Linked DNA regions of Mus musculus: all the other regions are linked to region 1. A link is a contact called in public Hi-C, HiCAR-type and HiChIP or PLAC-seq data. All regions are on one chromosome and are shown on one strand. Each heading gives the region's core, a stretch centred on a gene start, on an enhancer-like site or on the middle of the called end of the contact. The rest is flanking DNA. Distances are from core to core; before and after follow the strand shown. Region 1 holds the start of Tiprl (TIP41, TOR signalling pathway regulator-like (S. cerevisiae)). Region 2 overlaps Nme7 (NME/NM23 family member 7). Region 3 overlaps Nme7 (NME/NM23 family member 7). Region 4 holds the start of Creg1 (cellular repressor of E1A-stimulated genes 1).

The links. A called contact is a pair of places that touch in the nucleus more often than the background predicts. HiCAR-type assays count read pairs that join an accessible place to other places. HiChIP or PLAC-seq counts read pairs in DNA pulled down with a chosen protein or histone mark.
Region 2: a HiCAR-type map of kidney shows a contact between it and region 1, with 4 times the contacts expected there. The contact joins the enhancer-like site here to the promoter of Tiprl in region 1. A contact is called at or near these places in 4 of 115 datasets of contacts at active chromatin or transcription factors (embryonic forebrain, embryonic stem cells, kidney and 1 more) and 1 of 9 other capture datasets (embryonic stem cells).
Region 3: a contact with region 1 is called in an H3K27ac HiChIP or PLAC-seq map of large pre-B cells, with 6 times the contacts expected there. The contact joins the enhancer-like site here to the promoter of Tiprl in region 1. A contact is called at or near these places in 1 of 15 datasets of contacts at CTCF or cohesin (large pre-B cells), 1 of 484 Hi-C or Micro-C datasets (cerebral cortex), 13 of 115 datasets of contacts at active chromatin or transcription factors (the NIH/3T3 cell line, the SCID.adh cell line, cardiomyocytes and 10 more) and 1 of 9 other capture datasets (adipose tissue).
Region 4: a Hi-C map of liver shows a contact between it and region 1, with 2.5 times the contacts expected there. The contact joins the promoter of Creg1 here to the promoter of Tiprl in region 1. A contact is called at or near these places in 3 of 39 promoter capture datasets (hippocampal neurons and liver), 2 of 484 Hi-C or Micro-C datasets (erythroblasts and liver) and 2 of 115 datasets of contacts at active chromatin or transcription factors (bone marrow-derived dendritic cells and pancreatic cancer cells).

Annotation. Positions count from the first base shown.
Region 1 is chr1:165,234,017-165,238,347 of GRCm38.p6, reverse strand. It overlaps Tiprl (TIP41, TOR signalling pathway regulator-like (S. cerevisiae)), which reads left to right and starts at 1,390. Exons shown (of 7, transcript NM_145513.4): 1 at 1,390-1,618. The coding sequence starts at 1,515.
Region 2 is chr1:164,381,960-164,385,723 of GRCm38.p6, reverse strand. It overlaps Nme7 (NME/NM23 family member 7), which reads right to left. Exons shown (of 14, transcript NM_138314.4): 12 at 1-24. Among named protein-coding and RNA genes, the nearest start is that of Gm39690, 35 kb to the left of the region's middle. Within about 2 kb of position 1,888, at least 5 of the 459 cell types and tissues checked have an H3K27ac peak or open chromatin away from gene starts, as enhancers often do. A contact at or near this core is called in kidney, where this site is marked.
Region 3 is chr1:164,330,669-164,334,472 of GRCm38.p6, reverse strand. Nme7 (NME/NM23 family member 7) reads right to left here. Exons shown (of 14, transcript NM_138314.4): 5 at 1,695-1,861. Among named protein-coding and RNA genes, the nearest start is that of Nme7, 25 kb to the right of the region's middle. Within about 2 kb of position 2,247, at least 10 of the 459 cell types and tissues checked have an H3K27ac peak or open chromatin away from gene starts, as enhancers often do.
Region 4 is chr1:165,761,435-165,765,670 of GRCm38.p6, reverse strand. Creg1 (cellular repressor of E1A-stimulated genes 1) reads right to left here and starts at 1,913. Exons shown (of 4, transcript NM_011804.3): 1 at 1,533-1,913. The coding sequence starts at 1,886.

The DNA.
Region 1 (4,331 bases), core at 141-2,640:
TTCTATACATTTTTTTCTTGGCCTAATGCAGAAAAATTCAAAGGAAGACTTCATATAGTAAGAATGTTGGAGGCTTGGTGAAAAACACACACACACACACACACACACACACACACACACGGCACTTGGGAAGAAGCAGAACAATCAGGAATTCAAGGTCCTCCTTAGCTACAATAGTGAATTGAAGGCTAGCCTAGGCTGGCTGTATGGAACTCTTTCAGAAAGAAAAGAGGATGGATTTCGTTGCATGTAATTTGCTCATTTACCTCCTTATTAGGTCTTCTAGCAGATCTAGATGATGTGAGGTTTACAATGTAACGTCAGTGAAAGGACCCCAGCCTCCTTGGGAAGTGCGTCAGGGGCCAACCTCTGGAGGTCAGTGATGGTAGACAATCCTCCACTATTCGGGATGAACATCTTTATCCTCTGCGGAAGCTGAGACGCCCTACTTTCCGTAGGCAATGGAAATAGAGTAACTATGTAGGAACCAAGGATAGGATGCCAACGGAATGAATTAATCCAGACACCTTGGGCAGGGGAAATTGATGATGGGTTCCTGGGACAGACACACAAACAGAAAATACCTGAGGAGGAAAAGGTTTACTTGGCTTAACACCTTCTGGTAGACAAGGTAGGAATTGAAGCAGAAATCATGCAACAACGCTGCTTAGCGGTTCCAGCGTCGATGAAACAAACACTGAGTGAATAAGAGAGGGGGTGTTGGAATTGAGATGGTGAACAGTTTTGAGATGCTCAAACATTAAACCATCTCATTTTGAGGCAGCTGGGGCCGAAAAGAATCAGTTGTGTTTTACCCAAAGATACACACAGTTGCACTGCAAGCATGGACGGAGCACCGGGCTTTCAGCGTCGTTTCCACTACACCTGTGTGCGGGTAGAAAAGTCTTAAAATATCATAAGGATAATTTGACGTTTCTTTCGTGGTACAAAGAATCAAACACAGGGCGTCGGCGGTTTGCACGGTAAGAAAGTGGGGCTCTTCCACTGGGATTCAAGGTGGAGGAGCTACTATTTGTCATTGGCTCCAAAGTCGCTGTTGGTGCTGGGCTTCCTGAGCGATAGGGACATTGGGCATGTCCTCTTCACCACGACTCATAAGCACAAGAGGTGATGACACTGCTTGGAGCGGTCTGTAAGGAGGAGGTAAGGCAGTGAAGCACGGGGCTCTGGATCCAGAAAGACAAATTCCCACATTCACTCTGGGGTGACGTCACCCGGAGACTTCAGGGCGGCGCGCCAGAGCGACACCCCCGCGCTCAAGTCCCGCCCCTCAGCGTCTCCACGTAAGACGTGTGTCACCCTGAGCTAGTGGTCCCGGAAGTAAAACCAGGAGGGGCGGAAGAGACGGCGGAAGGGCGGGCCTACGGCGCGGCGGCAGGGGGCGGGGCCGAGATGGTAACGGACGCGCCCAGGAGCCGCGCTGCAGAGAGGGCCATCGTGCGACCGCTGCCGCAGGCGCTTGCTCCGAGTAACCCTGCGGCTCCGCTTCTGCCATGATGATCCACGGCTTTCAGAGCAGCCACCAGGACTTCTCCTTCGGGCCTTGGAAGCTGACGGCGTCCAAGACCCACATCATGAAGTCTGCGGATGTGGAAAAGTGAGGCTGTGGGGCGGGGCCGGGCCGAGCCGAGCCGAGCCGAGCCGAGCCGGGCCAGGTCCGGTTGGTGTCCGGGCTGGGGGTCTGACGGTCTCGGTGCAGCCTCACGCGGTACTTGGGGCCGCAGGCTCGGTCCCTCTGACCGACCGTTGATTGACAACTTCAGTAAATGGTCCTGTTCCCTGCTCGCGGCGACCTCTGCTTGCTGGAACTGTAGCTTCTCAGGGTTGAACTGAGCGCGGCTGTTTTGGTGGACTTCACCTAAACCTCGCCGCTCCTTTTTTTCCTACCTAAGCCTGCGCAACCTTTCTGGGCGCGATGACCTGTTCCCTTGCGGGCAATGACGGAAATGGTATTTATGTTTAGTTTTGAGCTTCTTTGGTTCTGTGGTGTGCTCTTGAGGTTCTGAACATGAACCATTGAGTACCACAGACTTCAGAGGACGTGAGACCGTGTGACGTTACTGTGTGACTGTTTAGGATGAAGATTTCAGGTTTTTTTTTTTTTTTCTTTCCTTCTTTTAGCAAATCAGGTGCTGTGATAAGCACTTGAGATAGGACAGATGAAAGAGAAAGGCCCAAGGAATTCATAGTTTCACGAGAGACCGTTATATTATTGTGTGGTTGGTTAGGATGAAGATGTATACAGGTGTGTGTGCGCGTTAGTGTGTTCGCGCGAGGGTCAGTGCACCTGGGCAGAATCTTGATCAAGTCTGGAGACTGGATGGCCGGGTAAAGCCAGCACTCAGACTGAGATCTGAGGTGTTTGGGGATGCCTATAACTGTATCCTGACAAAGTTTGGGGGGGGGGCGCCCTGGCAGAGTGTTGCCTCCCTCGTCATTGGAGAGTTCTCTGTCTTGCTAAGAAGTTTGAATTTTATATAGTAGTCATCAGGTGTAGTTTTACTCAATATCTACATGCATCGTGGTTGTGTCTGGAAGGTTTCTTGGAGGTGTTGTAGAAGATGGAGGGCTGGAATGCTGGAGAGGAGGCCAGTAAGCAGGAAAGAGATGACAGAAGCTGAGATTCAGTGCTTAAGTTTGGTAGGCAGTTGATGGAAAGAAAGAAAAAGGGAGGCTCTTCAGGACCTTTTGTTGTTGTTGTTGTTGTTTAAAATTTACATATGTAAAAGAATCCTTTTTGAAACATAAGTTGTTTCAAATGTTATTAATTCAGAATATGTTTCTAATAGAATTGTTTTTGTTGTATGAGTGTTTTGCTGCATTGCATGTGGGCCTGGTTAGGGGGTGTCGTGGGAGAGGGGGCTGGATCCTCTAAATCTTAAACAAGGCCCAAACACCTCATTTCTAATGTTATGTTTTGCCTTTAGCAAATAGATACTACCAGTGATAGAGCTGAAAGACAGAGCATTTGAAGCAGCCTACCATAACGGAGCTGCTTTTCATGTAGCTGCACTATTGTGCATGACTACTAAATTTCACAAAACCTGTTAAAAGCCCTGGAGCTACCTTTATTATTTCATATTTGCTCTAATTCAGGAAAGTAGTTAAAACCTGTATTTTACAGACTCATCTTGTGGATCTCAATCTATCATTGTACTTAATCTCTTAGTCATTTAATGTTTTCTATCCCTTAAAGGTTAAGAATAAATTTTACCTAAACTTATGGTGAAAATGCCATTTCATTGTTTTTTTTTTTTTGTTTTTTTTGTTTTTTTTTTTTTGTTTTTTTGTCGTTGTTTTTTGAGACAGGGTTTCTCTGTATAGCCCTGGCTGTCCTAGAACTCACTCTGTAGACCAGGCTGGCCTTGAACTCAGAAATCTGCCTGCCTCTGCCTCCCAAGTGCTGGGATTAAAGGCGTGTACCACTCGCCGGGCCATTTCATTGTTCTTAACCATCTTAAAAATATGCAGTTTAGAAACCTCAGATAACAACAGGTAAAATAGAGTATGCACCCAGTTTTTGTCTTAATATACATCTTAAATATTTTCCCATCTTTCCTCTAAATAATTTAATGGTTTTATAATATTTCATCATATGGTTACAAATTTGTATAACCATCTATTCTTGTTTGTTTGTTTGTGACAAGACCTCTACATAGCCCTGGCTGTCCTGGAACTATGTAGATCAAGCTGCCATCAGCTCACAGAGATCTGCCTGCCTTTGCCTCCTGAGTGCTGGGACTAAAGATATGAGCCACCATACCAGGCTTAGTTATTGGTAATTGAGACAGAGTCTTTCTACATAGTCCTGGTGCCCTGGAACTCACTATGTGTAGGTAGGCTGCCCTTGAACTTGACCTGCCTGCCCCCCCCCCACCCCCCAAGTGGTAGGATTAAGGGCTTGTGTCCCCTTGCCTGGCCGTATAACCATTTATTTTGTCCTTTATGAAAATAAACAGCCGGGCTGTGATGGCTCACGTCTTTAATCCCAGCACTCTGGAGGTAGAGGCAGGTAGATGATCTGTGAGTTGGAGGAGAGCCAGGGCTACAGGGAGGAAAAAAACAGCATACGGCCCTTTTCACTATTATAACAGAAGTTATAACCATTAGTATATATAATCCAACCTCTCTGTATTTGGGGTTATTTTGTATAGATTAGTACAGTTTATAATTTGAGTCAGAAAGTATAAATCCGATTAAATTCTTTGAATGTTTTTGCTTGATTGTAGCTCCAAGGAGAAAGTCGATGTCCTAGAACATGAGTGAGTGAGCCAGTGTGATTAGGGCCCCAGGGGGGAATGTAGGTGACC
Region 2 (3,764 bases), core at 639-3,138, 850 kb after region 1:
GGAGCACAGCTCTGTCACCATATCCTTCAGTATTCAAGAGAAACAAAATAATTAAAATAACTGAATGTTTTACCCCCATACCTTTAACTGTGCTGCTTCCCCACTATCTCCAGTCCCCAATAGTCGGTCACCTTTGACCTCTTTCCCATCTGAGTCCTGCACACAAGCTCTTTCTAAACGACAGCCACCTTTGCCTCCAAATATTTCCTCTCATCCCTCCCCTCCGCTCCTAGGACACTAGCATTTCAAGGTAATGCTTTGCCTCTTCCAGTCACATCAGCCATTTCTCACACATTTTCCTTTCAGACTTCCCCCTTTCCATCAGGGTAGTTTTATCAAATTAATATTTCCAAAGTATAAATAGCCGTGTTTCTCCTGTAGGACCTTTAAAAATCTATTACATGGTTAGCAACAAGAACTAACATCTAGAAAGTAAGAAAAAAAATAGATGAGCTAGTTTTCACGGATTGGATGGTGGCAGCCTAGGGGGACCGTGTAGTAGGCCAGATAATTCTTTTCTCTTGCTGCATAAAACAGCCGCAGACAGGCGAGCCAGACACAGGGCAGGTAGAAGCATACAGTAGAGCCTGACATTTCCACAGCACTGCAGAGGCAAGCTCAGTTAATGGAGCCCAGCAGATAGGATCATCAGGGCAGAATACAGAACAACTCCAAACCCTGCCACGGAGCTTTTTCTACACCCATGTTTACTGCTGCTGTATCCACTTGAGCAAGGAGGTAGAAATAAGTGAGTGGTGAATGCGTGGTTAATAAAACACTGGTGTATACACACACACACACACACACACACACACGCACGCACGCACACACGCACTCACACACATGGATATTATTCAGCAAAGAAAAATGTAATCATAAAATTCGCAAGATAACAGATGAAATAAGAATGTACACTAGTAGGTGAGGTCACATGGTATCGGAAAGAAAAATACATGGTCTTTCCCACTTGCAGAACCTAGCCAAAACATATACATGCAAGCAAATGTACAGGCGGACACAGCAGCACGTGCAGAGGGTAATCATTAGAGCATGAGGAAGGACTGAACACAGGCGATGGACGCGAGATCTAAGCTGATTGTTTCCTAGTTCTAACTCTGTGGTCGAGTTTTCATTTTCTGTGGTGGATAAGTGCATAGCTATGTATTCGCCAGTGAAGGTAAATTAGCCGGAGGCTCCACAGCTTCGAGATGGCCAAGAGGAGTCCATGGCTTCTGTCATCCAGAGCTTGGAAAACCCCCACAGAATACATGAGCTCCAACCTCAGGTAAAGCCCTCATACACACATACAGCACATGGGCTCGTATCAGGTAAAGCCCTAATACAACTGCCAGGCTCTACTTCAGGTGCAGGCCTCAGAAGGGCTCTACCCCATGGCTGTCCTAAGTCAGCCCTATAGGGTGAGGTAGCACCTGCTCACCTTACAAAGCTTGAACGCAAGCCTCCCCAGAGTCAAGCTTGAACGCAAGCCTCCCCAGAGTCAAGCTGAAGCAAAGTTACTTAACTGACAGCCCAGCTCTCTTAAGGGCACAATCCATGGCAGAGCACATCATGCAGGGTCAGTCATTACCAGGCCTGAGCAAGAGGAGAATGCAAGCCACTAGCAGAAGCAACGTCAGTAAGGAGACAAGTATCCAGCAGACAGGAGCAATGTAATGAACACACGATTGCTAATACAGCTATCATAGATGAGCCTGCATGCTCAAATTATAGGAGAACTATGGACATTCTGAGGAAAAAAAATGAATAACAGAAGACTCAAATCTAGAAATGAAACCAAAGACATGTGACTAATTAGTGCTTTGGATGGGTGAGCAGGGCACAGCCCTGCAGGTAAATGACCTGAGGCTGGCACTTGGAACTGCTTCAGCACCAGCAAGGAAACCTACAGCGAAGAAAAGCAAAGGCCTCGTGGTCCGGTGTCACACCGTGTAACATGGTGTCTTGGAAGAAAAGTGGACAAAGTATTTTAGGAAATAGCTGATAAAAAGTACACCACGTTTCTACCCATAAACGTCGAAATCCAACAGAGGAGTAGGAAGGAAAATGAGAGGGGAGAACAGGATCAAGCAGAACAGCGCAACCAGCAGGAAACCGTAAAAGTTAAAGACAGGTGAGCAAGTCATGTAGCAGCTGCATCAACAAGGCCTGCCTGTCAGTCCTGGGACCAAACCACACCGTAACAAACAAACAAACAAACACAGACACAGAAAGAGAAAAAAGAGCTGGGGGAAGCCAGAACCCAAATCCCTGTCTGTAAGATGTAGTCAAAACACATTGTACATATGTATGAAATTCTCAAAAATAAACAAGAAAATGTTCTCAAGGGGAAGGGCACATAAAAATATAAACCTGCACAAAACAGCAGTAGACAGAAAGCACTTCTTTCTCTTGTAACTGTTTTAAAGATAATTATTCAATGGCTCATAAGTCCTCATGTCTAGATGATGGGGTTACAGACCTTACATAGCTTCTAGGAGAGAGAGTAGGGTGTGAAGGTGGGGCATCCAGAAAGGGTTAAGAGCAATAGATGGGAGAATATAATCAAAATATACTGCATGCATGTGTGAAATTCCAAAAAATTAAATATAAATATATTCAAAACAGAAAAAAGACAATTATCCAAAGAAAAGCATTAGTTTTCTTTGAGAGGAAGGCCCCAGGTGTGCCAACTGCATTAGAGCGAATGGCCTCCCACTCATTAGTACACAGGCAGCACCAACTGGATTCAGCTGGTTATTTACTTGTTTGTTTAGTTATTTATTTAATGTATGAGTCAAAGCCTCACTATGTGGCCTGTGCTGGCCTGACACTTACTATGCAGATCTCCTGGCCTCTGCTGCTGGGTGCTGGGATTGAAGGAATGAGCTACTATATGTTCAGAGCAGGGATGTTTTATTTGCTTGCTTGTTTGTTCGTTTTGAGTTTTGGAAACCAAATTGGGAGGGGGTGGGAGCTTGTGGTGGTGATGAAATCTGGAAAGGGTTAAGGAAAGGATGGGGAAATATAATCAAAATGCATTGCATGCACATGTGTGATTCCAAAGAAATAGATAGAAATATATTAAAAAACAGAAAAAAGATCATTCAAAGAAATAAAATACATGACAAAATAACGCCAAGAATCATGGGAAAAGTTGTTATGATATTCACTCAATGTGAAGTGGAATAATGAAGAACAGGACCAGACAAGAGCGCTTCTCAGTGTCTGGACCACTCAGTGCACCTTTGCCCTCTCCTGTCAACACTGAAAAGCACTGTAGGCAAGATGAAACAAATACAACTTTGAGGAAGAACACCAGGTGGGCAAGGGGTAGTGCCAGGCCGTGCCAGCCCTTATCCTGACTTCAGTGAGTTTATAACACACAAGACCAAACTAAAACAACTTATTATAGGGCACATTTAAATATTAACCCAAACACTGTCATTTGACCTGATGGAAATGACAGAAGAAAGTGCTTTATTAAGGAATGTGATATATATAACCCTACTCATTAGAATCCCTAAATTTACCCCAAAGTGACTTTGCAATTTTTATTCATAGTTCTGTTGAATTTGATATTCTATTTCATGCTATTAAAGTACTACCTATACATACAATGCCAAGTTCTCAGTCAGAAGAGATATCAAACATATTTTTTGAAAAGGAGAGAAATAAATTATGTCTTTCTTCACTCTTCCTTTTCTACTTTGTCTGTGCATCTCACTTTATGTTACTGTTGGCAGCAGACAACATTTAGAACAGCA
Region 3 (3,804 bases), core at 998-3,497, 900 kb after region 1:
CCAGGTCCTCCTGCAGGGATCTGCCCCAGTGGAGCAGTGCACTGCCCACTCCGTCCCACTGGGTTGTCCTTTTTGTTTGCCCACACATTATAGTTGACATAATTGTCTTTTAAAAATTTATTTTTAGCTAATATATAAAATAATGTGATTCATGGTGATATTTTTGTTATAGTCTGCTATTTTTCACACCCCACCGCCCTCCCTAATCCTGACTCACTTCTTGTTAGTCCCTTTCCCTTCACCCAGTAATCTGTTAGCTTTTATGACGTGTATATTTTATTACAATTTCTCACTCCCCAACTCCCCACTCTCTTTAAACTTCTTCCCTCCATGGTCCCCTTTCTATACTCTATCTATCTATCTATCTATCTATCTATCCATCCATCCATCAATCCACCCACCCACCTATCCATCTATCTATATTCCACATATTTAAAAAAAAAACCCACTTGATATCTTTCAGTAATCTGGCTTCTTTCACTTAATGTAATGATCTCCAGGTCTGTCCACTTCCTTGCAGATGTTAGAATTTCACTCTCTATAGCTGAATAAAATTCCCTGGAGCAAGCTACTTCTTGCTTTGTGATTTCTGATGTTCTGATCGCTCTCTCCTTGGGGCAGGGTCTATTCTCTGTTACCTTGCCTATCTCTTCTGTTAAATTGCCCTGAGGCAGCTTCTCATCATCATCTCACCCAAAGTTTCTAGAACTTCCATTCTTAACTTGAACTGTCTTTGATCTTTGTTATTTGGTTTTTTTGTTTTTTTGTTTTTTTGTCTTTTTTGTTTTTTTTGTTTTTTTGTTTTTTTTTTTTGAGACAGGGTCACATGTAACCCAAGCTGGCCCTTGACTCCCTCTGTAAACTAATATGATCTTGAACTTCTGATCTTTCTACCTCCACTTCCCACATGCTGGCATGACAGAAACGTGCCACCACCTCCAGTTTTACACGGGGCTAGGTCTCAGGCCTTTGGGCTTCATCTTTGCTAGACAAGCACTGCCCCAACTGAGCTGCTTCCTGGCATGCACTGCTGCATTTCTATTAATCACGTACACTCCTTACTTCTTCTGCATATCTACTGTTACCATAATAATTCAGATCATTGTTGTAGTAATTAAACTTTTATAAGTTTTAGCCCCCAACTTACACAAGCAGGATAGCAAATAGTTGTTCTAACTTAAGACAGGATTTCCCACCTTTGGATCTTTCTCTATACTCACTCCTTTGATTAGCATTTCTCCCCAGTTCATCTAATTGGGGTAATAATTTAATTCAGTTTTATCAAGACAGAACAAACCCACAAAGCCTTCAGTTTTGCAAGAACTAACTTCACCGTCTCCCGGGTTACCGTGATTCGTACCAGCATCATGCTTATGCTTAGGAAGAAAACCTTATGCTCAAATAGTCTTAGGTTTTAGTGACAAATATAAAAAGCAGATAGAATGTGTAAGAGCTTTATCTCTGCCACCCACCCATCCAAACAGTCACCTCCTAAGACTACAGATATTGCTTCAATATTCTAATTAGGAACCAATCCCTGAATCAGTACCAAAATATTTTTAATGTTATAAAATTATATTAGGTCGCTGGAAAAACTATGTTGTGAAAACATGACCGAGGAGAGGAAATCAGAAGTTAGTGGCCAAAGTCACAGGCAAGGTTTCAATGGAAAAAGATGGCCCGGCTGTTCTTACTTCTCTTTCCTGCTGCCCAGCTGGCGGGCTGTGTATTGGTCCCCATAGTCAATCAACACCAGCTGTCGAGAAAACACATTGACTTTGTTGCCTATAAATAGATCTTCCAGGCGCAGGTCCTCATACTTGGTCCGCTTTAAGAAGGTGCGACGATTCTTTACATCATGCTAGAAACAGACACAGTAAGAATACTTATGAAGAACGTACGCCTTACAGAGAAAAGTCTCCAATTGATTTTACAAAAGACAGCTATATCCTATTACTTTATAACTACGTATATAAATTATATTTTATACTGTGAAGCTTTATTTCCAATCCAATCTAGTGATAAAAGTTTGTAATTAAAATATATATTTTAGAATATCCTAAATAGACCAAGTTATTTCAGTAACTCACCAGCTATGAGTGACAGAGACAGATTCTCATATTTCTTTTTATGTACACATCCCAATCACTAAAAAAAATTGTATTTCCTTTAAGAGATGTGTATTCATGTGTGTCTCCCTTTCTGTGGGTAGGTACATGTGAGTGAAGGTGCAGAAGTCACTGTTGGCTTGCCAGCAGCTGGAGTTACAGTTGCTGTGAGCGGCTCGGTGTAGGTGCCGGGAACCAAACTTGGGACCTACAAGGGCAGCTAGCACCCTTAACTGAGCCTTCTCTCTAGGCTCCAACCCCAACTGAGCTGACTTTTTAAAGTGATTGCCAATGAAGTGATGCAAAGAAAGGGACCCTCTTAGAGCCTCTTTAATTTGACATTTTATACAGATACCAACTTTTAACCGTAATATTTATGACTATGATAACCATTTATCTGTAACTACTTATCAAATATTGATTAATCCCAAAAAACAGTTGTCCTACTTCATTTTGGGGTCTCTCTATATATCTACTTCTATATATGTGTGTTATATGCAAGTGTGCATCCCTACAAACATACATGATATAGGAGGTTGCCTGATGTCTTCTTCAGTCATTTCTCACATTATTGTCTTAACACAGGCTCTCTCACTGAACCTGAAGTTTGCTTTAAGTTGGGTCAGCTGGCCAGAGAGCTCCAGGGAGCTCCTGCCTCTGTTACTCAGGATTGGAGTTCTCACAGGGAACAAGGCCCAGCCATTATGTAGGTAGGTGCTTAAGAGTCAAGCTCAGGCCTTCACACTTTTGCAGCCAGTATTATTTCCAGCTAAGAGATCTCTCTAGGCCTGTTTGTTTGATTGGAGACAAGGTTTTGCTATACAGTTCAGGCTAGCCTGTAACTTTGGAATTCCCCTGCCTCAGCCTTTTAAGTGCTGAAATTATAGTCCAATGTCACCAAGCGTAAGCTGTTCTTATATTTTTAATGTAAAATCTTGCAAAAATACTTCGGTTAGAAATTTTCAACAAGGCTGGGTGTGAAGGTGGACATTTATAATCCTAGCTGAGATTAGACCAGATTGCAAGTGAGCAGCCAGATGGTATTATGTGGTCAAATCCTGTCTACCACGTAACTCAGAAAAATAAAATAAAATTATATATATACATACATACATATACACCAGCACAAAGTTATCTTCCTGTGTTGGTATATTACTGAGCACCAAGAAAAAGAAATCCAATAAAATATCTCTACAGAGTGATTGGATGCTCCCACGATGCTGTGCATTAGTGTGATCCTGCAGGCCGGTCACAGTGTGCATGGATGTGTGTGTTATCCTGCAGGCCGGTCACGGTGTGCATGGATGTGTGTGTATGTTATCCTGCAGGCCAGTCACGGTGTGCATGGATGTCTGTATTATCCTGCAGGCCGGTCACGGTATGCATGGATGTGTGTGTGTGTTATCCTGCAGGCCAGTCACGGTGTGCATGGATGTGTGTGTGATCCTGCAGGCTGGTCATGGTCTGCATGGACGTGTGTGTGATCCTGCAGGCCGGTCATGGTCTGCATGGACGTGTGTGTGATCCTGCAGGCTGGTCACAGTGTGCATTGATGTGTGTGTGATCCTGCAGGCCGGTCACGGTGTGCATGGATGTGTGTGTGTGTTATCCTGCAGGCTGGTCACAGTGTGCATGGATGTGTGTGTGATCCTGCAGGCTGGTCACAGTGTACATGGATGTGTGTGTGATCCTGCAG
Region 4 (4,236 bases), core at 664-3,163, 530 kb before region 1:
TGCCACCTCTGGGGTAGAGAGAACGGGTGAATAGCAGATTCTAGAGAAGTGAAACGGGCTGGTTAAAAAAAGGGGCGAGTTGGGGTCAATATATCTGGCTGGGAGGGACAGCGGCTTCTATTACTTTTGTCTCTCAGAAAAATATAGCCCCACCCCCACTCCCAGTGCTGCTAGGTCTTTAACCTTTTCAAGAAGAGTTAGAAACTTAAAGAGCAAATCAATAGACTTTGTTCTCTAAAATTTTATCCTGCGTGTGTGTGCGCACGCGTGCAGAGTGCAGGTGCACCACAGGTGCATTGGGTATTAATGAGTGTATGGTGTGGCCAGAGGTCAGTTTTGGAGGTCACTCCTCAGAAGCTGGAGCCATCCAACTGGCTTTTTGAGCCAGGCTCTCTCTCCCTGCGGTCTGAAGCTCACTGACTCCGCTTGGCTGGCAGGCCAGGGAGCTAGCCACCTGGCCAGTGCAAGATCACACGTGTGTGCAAGTGTGTGCAAGCCGTTGAGCCAGTGTAGGATCACATGTGCGTGCAAGCTGTCAAGATGGGTACTGAGGACCAAATACAGGTCCTCGCGCCTACATGGCAAGTATTTTACCAACTGGGCTATTTCCCTAGCCCCTAGGATTGCAGTTTTAAAAGGCAGTAGCTAATTTAAATTTGTTTAGAACAATACAGAACTCTGTGGAGGCTGAAGAAAACGGGTCTCTTCTATTCTAGCACATGGGTCCCAGTCCTGTGGCCTGTGCTTTGAAGACAAGTGGGTCTGAGGTGAACTAGGGTTGGCCCCCTGGCTTTGCGCAAATTACTTAACCTCATGTCTTCATCTGTAAACCCGGAATAGCCATGCCTGTTTCTAAGAGTTACTACAAGAGACAATGAATGAAAACAGGTGGAACCGAAAAGCCCTAGGCACATACCATGGCAAGGGCTTGGTTAAAGCGTCGGCGTCTCTTGGCTCACTGTTTACCACGACACCAAGCTTTCTCAGTTTTGCCACAGACCCTCCACCGAGTCAGGCTTCATTTCTGGGCTCCTGTGTGGCCTTTCCCTCCCAGGCTGTTTCCACCTGAGCTGTAAGCAGAGCCAGGTCCGCAGTCAACTATAATGCTGTGTAGTAGTTTCCCACTGCTGATAGGTAAAGGTAGGGAAGAGAATCTCCGAAGTCACATAAGCCAAACGCTAAACTATCCAACAATCTGTATGCCTTTAGATCACAAGAGTGCAGTTTATGCAGAGACAGCGCCTAAAGAGGACGCCTGACTATCTGAAGGGTGTGAAGTGCTCCAGGTACTGGCAAAGAATTTACCCCAAGCGCTTAGACCAGTAACAGGGTAAGTAGGAACTTCCTGGTAGTTCCCCAACATCTGGGATGCTACAACCTCCGCCTAGCCAGCGCAGGCCAGAAGAGACAGTCATGTGAGCTGGGTTCAAAAGTCTTATCTCTAAGACCCACGCTCTCCCCAGCGAGCTAAACTGGAGACGCTGGTTTCCTGCTCTGCCGGGTCTGGGAAACCGCGCCGCGCTCCCGCTCACCTGCAGGTCGCTCACGGCTTGCTGCAGTGGACTCAGGTACATGTAGGGCTCGCCCGTGCCTTCTCCCGGAGGACCGTCACTGATTGAGATGATGTCCGCGAAGGGCCAGCCGCGCACCTCCTTTATTGTGGAGATAGTGGCCAGCGAGCCCCAGTCTGAGACGTGAGTCACGAAGCGGGCCACGCGCGGCCCGTCTTCGCGGGGTGGCAGCGGAGGCAATCGCCTGTCCACGTCCCAGTCCCCGTGGTCCCGGCCTCCGCGACCCGAGGCCGGCGACACCAGTAGTGCCACCAGCGCGGGCGCCAGAAGGGCAGCAAGCAGGGAACGCGCGAGCTCAGGAGCACGGGCAGCCATGACGCTGACTGCGGAGTCCCTGCCCACCGACCAAACTCTGCCGGGGTAACTATTGCCTGCCCGTTGTTCCGCCCCTCCGAGAAAGCCAATCAGAGATGAGCAGGCAAGAGGGGGCGTGGCTCCAGTGCAACCCAGTTTCCAGAAGCATATGGTCTGTTCACCGTGTCCTGTGATCTGCTCTGTGAAGAGTGCGAATTTGCCCTAAAGAGATATTTGTTTTGCTTGTTTGATTTACAGACAGATAAATGAGGTCTAGAAGAAATTAAGCAACTTCCTAAGTCACAGTGCTAGAAAAAAGCTGCCTGCATGCACGCACACACCTCCTTTTTAATGTCTTTGAGTATGCTTGCCTGGCATCTAAGAGAACGTGAGTTTTCTGTGTGCTCTTTTCTGTTTACTGACTGTTAGCAAGCAAGCCTATATGTAGTACAGTACAGAAATACCGACATGCAGGAACTTAAAAATTCCTGGCCCAGAAGAGTCTTCAGATAAAGCCACTTTGTTAGTTTTCGGTATCCCACTCAAGACTTTGACCTTGTCCATTTGAGACCTGTCAAGTCATCTAGCTCGGTTAAATTCGTGGTTTCATGCATTTATTCTGGCAGATCCTCCAAGCCCGTGGAGGATTTTCATTCTGCTACCCTAGGGAGTTAGAAAATGTATGCAAACGTGTTTGCGTCGTTTTAAAACTGTGGCCACTGTTAGAATCTTTTAAGCCCCACCCATCCTATAGTCTGAATCAGGCCACACCTCTCTGCAGCTCTCTCTCTTCCTAACAGAGTTATGAAGCAGTCCGTGCTTAGCCGCTACTCTTTTTTCTTTCTTAAAAAAATATTAGGTATTTTCTTCATTTACATTTCAAATGCTATCCCGAAAGTCCCCTGTACCCCCCCCTCCCCTACCCACCCACTCCTACTTCTTGGCCCTGGTGTTCCCCTGTACTGGGGCATATAAAGTTTGCAAGACCAAGGGGCCTTTCTTCCCAATGATGGCCGACTAGGCTATCTTCTGCTACATATGCAGCTAGAGACACGATCTCTGGGGGTACTGGTTAGTTCATGTTGTTGTTCCACCTATAGGGTTGCAGACCCCTTCAGCTCCTTGGCAGCTCCTCTTAGTCTGTGGCACCCAGCTCCCTGTCATGTAGGCCAGGATGAACTAAATCATGGGATGTGAAACTTCCTGACACCTCTAAAATGATATAAAAATCAGGCTTAGCCTCTATTCTAGGGACTGGTGTGAGACTCCTAAAGGAGATTTCTGGAAAGATATTCTGAGGTCTGCCTCTAGCTAGCCCCCCACCCCAATCTGGCCCACTACTCTGTCTTTCTCCTGATCTCTGTCTGTCTCTCTGTCTCTCTCTCTGTCTCTGCCTCTCTCTCTCTCTCTCTCTCTCTCTCTCTCTCTCTCTCCCATTCACGTGTGTTGAGGTTTGGTCTTTTGCTATGTATTGTAATGCTAGGTTCTATATGAGAAAGTCTAGCCCTATTAGTGACTTCTCATGCTTACAAGCTTTTGTTGTACAGACCTTGTTCCTTGATTTACATCTATTGGTTAAATAAAATTGGCTGCAGCCAGTCATTGGAAGGATTAGAGGTAGGTGAGACGGGGAAAGAGGAAGAATGAAAGAGGAGGAGGAGGAGGAAGAAGAAGAGGAGAAAGAAGATGAGGAGGAAGAGGAAGAGCAGGAGGAGGAGTAGAGAAAGAGGAAGAAGAGGAGGAGGAGGTACCATGAGCACATGGTCAGGAGAAACAGCAAGTGTCTGGGGTACACCAATAGAGAGGAAGCCAGGCCTGTAGTTAGAAGAGTAGATTAGGGGTCACCCCCAGTATTCATCAAAGCCAAATAAAATAGCCATAGCCTGAGTCTCATTTATTTGTAAGCTAGTCAGAGATAAGCTTAAACTGTTTGTACTACACACATTCTTTTTTGTTGTTGTTGTTGTTTTTTATGATTTATTTTATGTATGAGTGCTCTATCTGCATGTACATCTGTGTGCCAGAAGAGGGCATCAGATCCCATTACAGACGGTTGTGGGCTACCATGTGGTTGGTGAGAATAGAACTCAGGACCTGTGGAAGAGCAGGCAGCCAGCACTCTTACCTGCTGAGCCATCTCTCCAGCCCTTACTCACACCCTAAGTGAAGTTCCTCTCCAGGCTTTAAGGGGAAGCCTGTCCTCCCGTTCAGGCTCCATCTTGTTAGAGCTTCAAAAGCAATGCTGTCTCTGTCTAATGCTGTCCCTCTGGTCTCAGGTCCTGGAGTCCTGCTCAACTGCACAAAAGGACTGTGTCTGCTTTGCTGACAGACTCATGCTGTTCATCTTTTTGGACAGTCACATCTTTGCAGA